2 separate regions of the Macaca mulatta genome follow, and region 1 is linked to region 2. Evidence: chromatin contacts called from public Hi-C data. All regions are on one chromosome and are shown on one strand. The core of a region is the stretch at or near the end of the contact, and the rest is flanking DNA. Distances in the headings are between cores, read along the strand shown. Region 1 holds the start of ZNF585B (zinc finger protein 585B). Region 2 holds the start of TBCB (tubulin folding cofactor B).

The links. Hi-C and Micro-C count contacts between places; a contact is called where the count stands out from the background.
Region 1: a Hi-C map of liver shows a contact between it and region 2, with 6 times the contacts expected there. The contact joins the promoter of ZNF585B here to the promoter of TBCB in region 2. A contact is called at or near these places in 2 of 14 Hi-C or Micro-C datasets (cortical neurons and liver).

Annotation. Positions count from the first base shown.
Region 1 is chr19:48,356,146-48,360,305 of T2T-MMU8v2.0, forward strand. It overlaps ZNF585B (zinc finger protein 585B), which reads right to left and starts at 2,157. Exons shown (of 5, transcript XM_077982393.1): 1 at 2,128-2,157. All of the region lies in intron 1 of ZNF875 (zinc finger protein 875), which reads left to right. The region is part of intron 1 of ZNF383 (zinc finger protein 383); the gene reads left to right. LOC144337446 (a long non-coding RNA gene) reads right to left here and starts at 670. Exons shown (of 2, transcript XR_013410609.1): 1 at 1-670.
Region 2 is chr19:47,369,960-47,374,543 of T2T-MMU8v2.0, forward strand. It overlaps TBCB (tubulin folding cofactor B), which reads left to right and starts at 2,116. Exons shown (of 6, transcript XR_003725091.2): 1 at 2,116-2,263; 2 at 2,631-2,774. It overlaps POLR2I (RNA polymerase II subunit I), which reads right to left and starts at 1,930. Exons shown (of 6, transcript NM_001266627.1): 1 at 1,416-1,930; 2 at 1,277-1,331; 3 at 969-1,042; 4 at 807-881; 5 at 647-698; 6 at 340-447. The coding sequence starts at 1,474. The coding sequence ends at 385. It overlaps OVOL3 (ovo like zinc finger 3), which reads left to right. Exons shown (of 4, transcript XM_015123733.3): 4 at 83-341. The coding sequence ends at 291.

The sequences.
Region 1 (4,160 bases), core at 907-3,406, 990 kb after region 2:
TAATCTGTGAGGAGATACATAATACATATAACATGGGATTAACATCTATAACAATACAAATTAGAGAACATATTACACTGTTTTCATGTAATAGATGTGACATTTATGAAAAATGAGGAAGAACTAGGCCATAAAGCAATTGTTCAACTGAAGCATCACCCACAGACACTAATTGAAACATAAAGCGCACTTCTAAATGGCTCATGGGTCAAAGAAAAACAATTACTGGAAAAAAATTTTAAACACTTAGATTTGAACAATAGGAAACTGCTACACATCAAAACTTGTTCACCTTTATATTACAGGCTGAAACTGAAAGAACTGAACTTTTAACTCAGGTCAGAAAGCAAGCTGATCACAGTCCTCACCGATCACCATAGCTGATCCTGCAGGCTCTCAGTCACTGACCACAGACTCCCCTCACTGACTCCTAAACACCAATCACTGATCCCAAAGAGGCCCATCAATGACCCGAGAAATCCCTGTCACAGACAACCATCAACGGACGTCACAGACCCCCATCACCGAGCCCCGAAACCACCATCACTAATTCCACAGACAACTCCTCTATTACTGACTTCACAGAATTCCTAATTGCAACCAACCAAAATCATCACAGAGACCTCTTGGCAATAAAACGTGAAAATACTCCTGACACCAGCGGCGAACTAGCCCTCGGGGACCACTTCCACTTCCGGTCCGACTTCTAGCACTTCCCCTTGTGGTCTGTTGATATTGCGCATGCTCCAAATTAACTTGGAAGCAATTTCCGCCCACAGTCAACAGGGCGCAGACACATCTTTAGAGACATCGTGCAGTTTCCGTAATCGGAGCTATCGGGCAGAGAATATAACCGCGCCCTTATGGTGTTTATTCGTGTGGGCCGCCATCTTGGATGCGTATCGATTCCGTACAGTGGAGGAGTCCGCCTCTTGCAGGGTTGACTAGAGTAAGGCAAGGATTTTCACGTAGAATGCAAGACTGTTACCATAGTTTGGCCACGCTTATACCCAAGAAGAAGACGTTCCTGAAGATAGGATCTGGAGCTTTATTTATTTATGTATTTATTTAATTTTTTTAATACGGAGTCTTGCCTAGGCTGGAGTGCACTGGCGCCATCTCGGCTCACTGCAACCTCTGCCTCCCAGGTTCAAGCGATTCTCCTGCCTCCGCCTCCCGAGTAGCTGGGATTACAGGCAAGCGCCACTACACCCAGCTAATTTTTTGTGTTTGTAGTAGAGACGTGGTTTCACCATGTTGGTCAGGCTGGTCTCGAACTCCTGCCCTCAAATGATCCGCCCACCTCGGCCTCCCAAAGTGCTGGGATTATAGGCGTGAGCCACCGCGTCCGGCTGTTATATTTATAATAGCTAAGTTAGCCCTTGGTTAGGGCACACTGCAGAAAACAATGATTCCCTAGAAGAAACCATGGGGGAACAAGGAAGCCAGGGATCCTGAGAGAAATAAGGAAGATAAGAGGAGGCATTAGGATCGTACAATCTATTTTTTGGAGACACCACTCAGAAGGGTGGATTGGGATCCGAGTTCACTCCTGGGTGAAACCACTAGGCAAGAGGGAGTTATGTCACAATAGATAGTATCCTGCAGGAAGGGAGGTACAATTTTTAATAGTTGAAAACACATTAGGAAATAGGTTAGAAGTTGGGTTAGTACAATCCTCTCCTAGGAGATACCATGGAAGAGGGGTTAGAAGTCTAAGCATCCCCTTTGAAATGGCTCGTAGGAGGCTTTGGGAGGTATAGATATTTTAATCCCCTTAATCTCCATCAGCATCCACCCTAGCTACCTCAAGCATGGCTATAGCAGGCAGCAACAATAAAAATAATAATAGCCTTGGCCAGACACGTGGTTCACGCCTGTAATCCCAACGCTTTGGGAGGCCGAGGCAGGTGGATCATCTCAGTGGGGAGATCGAGACCATCCTAGCCAACATGGTGAAACCCTGTCTCTACTGAAAATACAAAAATTAGCTGGGTGTGGTGGCACACGCCTGTAGTCCCAGCTACTTTGGAGGCTGAGGCAGTAGAATCACTTGAACCCGGGACGTGGAGGTTGCAGGGAGCTGAGATGGAGCCACAGCACTCCAGCCTGGTGACAGAGGGAGACTCCAAAGAGCTGGGATTATAGGCGTGAGCCACTGTGCCTGGCCAGGGAGTTTTTTTTGTTGTTGTTGTTGTTTTAATTGCAAAGAGATGTTGAATTTTGTCAAATGCTTTTTCTGTTTCTATTGTGATGACCATATGATTTTTGTCCTTCATTCTGTTAATGTGATGTATTGCATGTATTAATTTGCATATGTTAAACCATCTTTGCTTCCCTGGGATAAATCCCACTTGATCATCATGTATATAATCTTTTTGACGTGCTATCGGATTTGGTTTGCTAGTATTTTGTTGAGGATTTTTGCATCTGTGTTTATCAGAGATCTTGGCCTGTAGTTTTCTCTTTCTTCTGTCCTTGTCTGGTTTTAGTATAAGGGTGGTGCTGGCCTCACAGAATCAGTTTGGAAAAATTCCTTCCCCTTCAATTTTTTTGGATTAGTTTGAGAAATATTGGAATTTGTTCTCCCTGAAAAGTTTGGTAGAATCAAATCCAAGAAGGGGATGATGGGAACCTCTAATTTTCAGGCAAACTAGACAGTTGTTGGTAATCAGGTGACTTAGTAGTTGTCATTGGCATCTGAAGAGGTGGGCAGTCTTGTGGGACTGAGCAATTAACCTGTAAGGTCTGTGCTGACTCAGGTTAGTGTCAGACTTGAATTCAATTGTAGGACACCCAGGCAGGGAGGGTTGGAGAAGCTGTGTCAGAAAAACTCCACATATTTTGTGTTAGAAATGAAACATTCTGGAAGTATTGAGTGTTGTGAGAGTATATTTTTAAAAACCAGTTTGTTTTTCCTATGCAACTGTATAAAAAGACATATCAAGTCTCACTCCCCCCGCCACCCCAATCACTATAGGTTACCACTATAGGTATTGTTTCCGGTTCACGTTTCCAATACTTCTTTTTTGCTATCTTTTCTTTTTTTAGTGCATATAAACAAATGCTTATGTCTAATCTGATTTCCTTTTCTTTTTTTAGACAAACTATGTTATACTGTTCTATACTTTCCATTTTTTTATATATTCTAGAATTAATGTCATTCTGTAGAGATGACATTTTTTTTTTCTGCTATGTGTGTACCGGCTGCATAAAACTTTATGATGTGACTGTGGTGATTTGAGCTGCTGCCGTTATCAAATACTAAGCATCTATGTGGACCTTCCTCCCTCCCTCCCTCTCTCTCTCTTTCTTTCTTTGACGGAGTTTTGCTCCAGGCTGGAGTGCAGTGGTTCGATCTTGGCTCACTGCAACCTCTGCCTCCCAGGTTCAAGCGATTCTCCTGCCTCAGCCTCCTGAGTAGCTGGGATGACAGGCGCGTGCCACAACGCCCAACGAATTCTTTGTATTTTTAGTAGAGACGGGGTTTCATCATGTTGGCCAGGTTGGTCTTGAACTCCTGACCTCAGGTGATCCACCCATCTCGGCCTACCAAAGTGCTGGGATTACAGGCGTGAGCCACCGCGCCTGGCTGTGGATGTTTACTTCTATATTTCCCATCATCCTCCCTTGGTCTGTCTCTCTGACCACACACAAATAGTACACTGTTTTAAGTATAGAGGCTTTATCACGTACCTCATATAACCTCACGAGGTTATACGTACGTAACTTCAATTCTACTTTCTGTCTCTATGAATACACCTATTCTAGGCACCTCATATAAGTGGATTCATACAATATTTGTCCTTTTGGTCTGGCTTATCTCACTTCGCATAGTGTTGAAAAAGAAAAGAAACTTTTTATCTGAGGAATGCAAGCCCTCTTTACATGATCAGGCCCAGAGAGGGGTTGGGATGACACAGCTGTTGTGGTGGCTCATGCCTGTAATCCCAGCACTTTGGGAGACCATGGTGGGAGGATTACTTGAGGCCAGGAGTTTGAGTAGACTGGGCAACATAGCTAAACCCCCTCTCTATAATTTTTTTTTTCCAATTAGCCAGGTGTAGTGGTGCACACCGATAGTCCCAGCTACTCAGAAGGCCTAAGCGGAAGGATGCTTAAGTCTGGGAGTTTGACGCTGCAGTGAGCCATGATCATAC
Region 2 (4,584 bases), core at 866-3,365:
CTGGAAAGCAGGGTAGGGGCGCTTTAGTCCAGAGCCCATTGCCCTCTCTGTCCAGCCCTCCCCTCTGCGCCCATCTGTGCAGGGATCCGGCCCTTCCGCTGTAGTGCTTGCGGGAAAGCGTTTACGCAGCGCTGCTCCCTGGAAGCTCACCTTGCTAAGGTGCACGGGCAGCCGGCCAGCTACGCTTACCGCGAGCGTCGCGAGAAGCTGCACGTGTGCGAGGACTGCGGCTTCACCAGCTCCCGGCCGGACACCTACGCACAGCACCGCGCCCTGCACCGCGCAGCCTGATACGGTGTGCCAGCGTCCTCCCCAAGAGGCAAATAAACACAGGAAACTCACGCATGGAATCTGGTGTTTATTACACTCGGGGGAGAGGGGAGGTCACTCGGTCCAGCGGTGGCCACAGTGTGGGGCTGTGCACACGTAGTACAGGCGCATAGCATCCTGGCAGAAATGATGCATGGTTAGGAAGGGTTTGGACCCAGGAGCGCCTCACCCCAAAAGAACAGGCAAGAGAACTTCACCAATACGTAAGGGTCCGGCCCAGAGTTCCAAGAAGCGCTGGGTCACCCATATTGATATCCCCGCCCCGGGGAAGGACCAAATAAGCCCCAGATACTTAAGAAGCCCTCGTGCCACTTACCTCGGCCCGGGCACTGTGCGACTGGAAGAACACAGCCTCCTTATGGCCACACCTGAGGGGGTGGGAGCTCGGTCACTGGAAGCTTGGCAACCTTCCCTCCTCCCTTCGCCCAGTGAGAACGAGCCTCACTTTATCTCCCCAGTACCAGCTGAGCGCTCACTTTTGGCACGGGTGGTCCTCGGTCCGCGGCAACGTGGGGTCCTGGGACACGTCGGCGATAATCTGGGTCAGTTCGCTGCAGGCACGTGGGGGTGCAAAATGACTCTCCGACCCAGCCTCCAGAGCCAACACCCCCGCCCCCAGCTCAGGGCCCGCCACTCACTCCACTTCGTGCGTGATCTTGTTGACATAGATGCAGCTGTTGTCGGCCTCCTGCTGGTAATCACAGTTCCGGCACTGCCAGAGGGCGAGTGTGGGGGTAAGGGAGTCATGGCGGGATTCCAGATAAGACTGGGAGGAGAGGGCAGGGTGATCCCGGAGGGTATGACGACAGGACTGTCTTTGGTGATGGGCAGGAGAGTCAGGATCACTTGGGGTGCAGCGGGGGGCGAACAGGGAATCCGGTCACAGAGGCAGGGGGCAGGGCGGGGCCACTTGTGTGGACCGGACGGGGAAGACCCGAGCGCTCACCGCGTATAGCAGAATGCGGTTCTCCTTGTCTTCCTTGGGGTACAGCATGTTGTTACTACGGGGAGGGGGACGTGCCAGGGGTTAGTCCTGGAGCCATTCCTCGCCCCCTTTCTAACATCACCCGCTCCCTCCGCCTCACCATTCCTGGCAGAAGCGAATACCCACGAAGCCCGGTTCGTAGGTCCCGTCGGGCTCCATGGCGACGCGCAGCCCGCCCAACCTTCTGCGCTTGCTCCGCCGCGCTACAGGTCGCGGGAGGGGCCAGGCCTAGGTGCTTCGCCAAAAGTGGGCGGAGCTGCGCACACGTGCTGGCTACCCGCGGCCTTGGGCGCGGCTCTCTCCGCGCAGAGGTTTCATGGCTTGCGTCAATCTTTTGATATCCTAGAGTAATTGCTTCCAATTTTTGGGCATCGCCGCCTTAGTTTACAGAATAGTATGGATCTGAGTGCCAGAGCCAGGAAAACGATGCGCACTGTAAGCCGCAAAACGCTGAGCACCCAGGAAAGAAGCCATGGCGCTTGACTTGGTTGAAGGCCAGCGCGCATGCGCGAGTTGCCCTTCGCGCACTGAGAGAGCTCTTGCCAGTCCTCCCTCCCGGCTTCAGTCTTCGCCGCTTGCTGTGGTCCTTTCCCGGTCGCTATTGGAAGAACCGTGAACTATGGAAGGCCTCTCTGGATTGGCTGGGCTAGCCTAGGAATAAGGAGAACCCTCTTTCTGGCGGTGGGGAAGGGACGGGGGCGATTGGCGGACGCTCCTGGCAGGAGAGCGCGGATTGGTCAGGCCCGGAACAGGAGGCGGGGCTGATATCCCAGCAGCGGCGGCGGTGGCGGCTGCGGAGCGACCGCGCTGCAGGCCCCGGCAGGGCGCGGCAAGATGGAGGTGACGGGGGTGTCGGCACCCACGGTGACCGTTTTCATCAGCAGCTCCCTCAACACCTTCCGCTCAGAGAAGCGGTACAGCCGCAGCCTCACCATCGCTGAGTTCAAGGTGTGGCCATAGGGGCGGGGTCCGGAGGGGCGGGGCGAAGAAGAAATGGGGGGGTTCCCCAAATGGGGAGGCGGGGAGGGACCGGGGAACGACTGGGCGGCCCTGGAGGTGATCCCAGGCTGCGGAGTCTGGGAACTCGGTCGCGGCGGAGCGGGTCCGGAGAGAACCCGAGAGTGAAGAGACGAGGGGCGGGTCCAGCGAAAAATCCGACGGTCCAGAGGGCGGGGGCAAGAGGCGAGGGGCCGGAGTGCGGCCCCGTGCGTCCTGACTGGGGGGTATTTTGGAGGAACAGGGACGTGGCGATGGTCATTGATGCAAGGGGCGGGGCCCCTGGCCTCCTTCTCCTCACCCTGCCTCCTCCTCGCAGTGTAAACTGGAGTTGCTGGTGGGCAGCCCTGCTTCCTGCATGGAACTGGAGCTGTATGGTGTTGATGACAAGTTCTACAGCAAGCTGGATCAAGAGGATGCGCTACTGGGCTCCTACCCTGTAGATGACGGCTGCCGCATCCACGTGAGGACTCTACCTGGGACACTTCCCCGCCCCACCATTCATTTGGCTATTCAACAGGCACTTGCTGGACTTTGCCCTCAGTCATATGCAAGATAGGTCCTGCCCCCGTGGAGCCTCCAGTGCAGCCTGAGGAGTGACAGACCCATCTTTAGACAGGAATAGCCTAGAGTGGTTTGGGCTGGGATCAGGAAATCCCAGGGGGCTGGGGCCACCCAGGAGAGGTGCCTGACCACCTGGGACAATCAGAGAGGGCTTCCTGGAGGAAGGGATGTCTGAGCTGAGGGATGAGGAAAGGGTGACTTAAGAGAAAGAGGTGGAAAGGAGGGAGCAGGGGGTACAGAGGCCTAGAATGTCAGGTAGGTCGCAGTGAGCGACCAGGCTGGACAGCTTGGGATAAGCCAGAACACAGAGGACTTTGTGCATCCGCTCACCACGTCTTTTCTGTCTTTTTTTTTTTTTTTTTTGAGCCAGTGTCTCACTCTGTCGCCCAGTCTGGAGTGGAGTGCAGTGGCACGATCTGGGCTCACTGCAACCTTCACCTCCTGGGTTCAAGCGATCCTCATGCCCCAGCCTCCCAAGTAGCTGGGATTACAGGCGCCCACCCAGCTAATTTTTGTATTTTTAGTAGAGACGGGTTTTCGCCATGTTGGCCAAGCTGGTCTGGAACTCCTGACCTCGAGTGATCAGCTCACCTTGGCCTACCAAAGTGCTGGGATTACAGGCGTGAACTACCAAGCCCGGCCCCTTTCTGTCCTTATTCCCTCCCCACCTCACTCAGTCTGTAGCAGCCACATTGCTCTTTGCACATCCCAGGTGAGCACTGCCTCTGGATCCTCTACTTGAATGGTTCTTTTGTCATATGCCTGCGTGCCTCACCCTTCCTTCCTGTCTTAAAGTGTCACCATTCTAGCGAAGCCTTCACTGGCCTCAGTGTTAATGTTCACCTCATTCTTTTTCCCTTCTTTGCTTTATTTTAGATTTTTGTGTTTACCAATGATTCCCCTCTGACACACTCTGGATTTCTCTCATCTGGTTTATTTACTCTCTGCCTCCCCGGATTCGATTGCCCTGAGGGCAGAAATTTTGATCACTATAATTCACTGCTGTGTCCCCAGTACTTGGAACAGTGCCTGGGACAGGGAGGATAGTCCGTGAATCGTTTTTTGTTTTGTTTTGTTTGAGACAGAGTTTCCGGCCCTTGTTCCCCAGGCTGGAATCCAGTGGTGCGATCTCAGCTCACTGCAACCTCTGCCTCCTGGGTTCAAGCTATTATCCTGCCTCAGCCGCCCTGGTAGCTGGGATTATAGGTGTGCACCACCACACCCGGCTAATTTTGTAATTTTGTATTTTAAGTAGAGACGGGGTTTTACCATATTGGCCAGGCTGGTCTTGAACTCCTGACCTCAAGTGATCCGCCCACCTTGGCCTCACAAAGTGCTGGGATTACAGGCGTGAGCCACCTGGCCCAGCCCTGTGAATCATTGTTGAATGATGAATTGAATCCATAAAGTAAGACCGCAAGGATAATGTAATTATCCCCATTTTGCAGAAGAGAAAACTTAGCTTCAGGGTAGAATTTATTTATTTTTGAGATGGAGTCTTGCTTTGTCCCCCAGGCTAGAGTGCAGTGGTGTGATCTCGGCTCACTGCAACCGCTGCCTCCTCGGTTCAAGCGATTCTCCTGCCTCAGCCTCCTAAGTAGCTGGGATTACAGGTGCCCGCCACTACGACCAGCTAATTTTTGTATTTTTATTAGAGATGGTGTTTCACCATGTTAGTCAGGCTGGTCTCGAACTCCTGACCTCAGGTG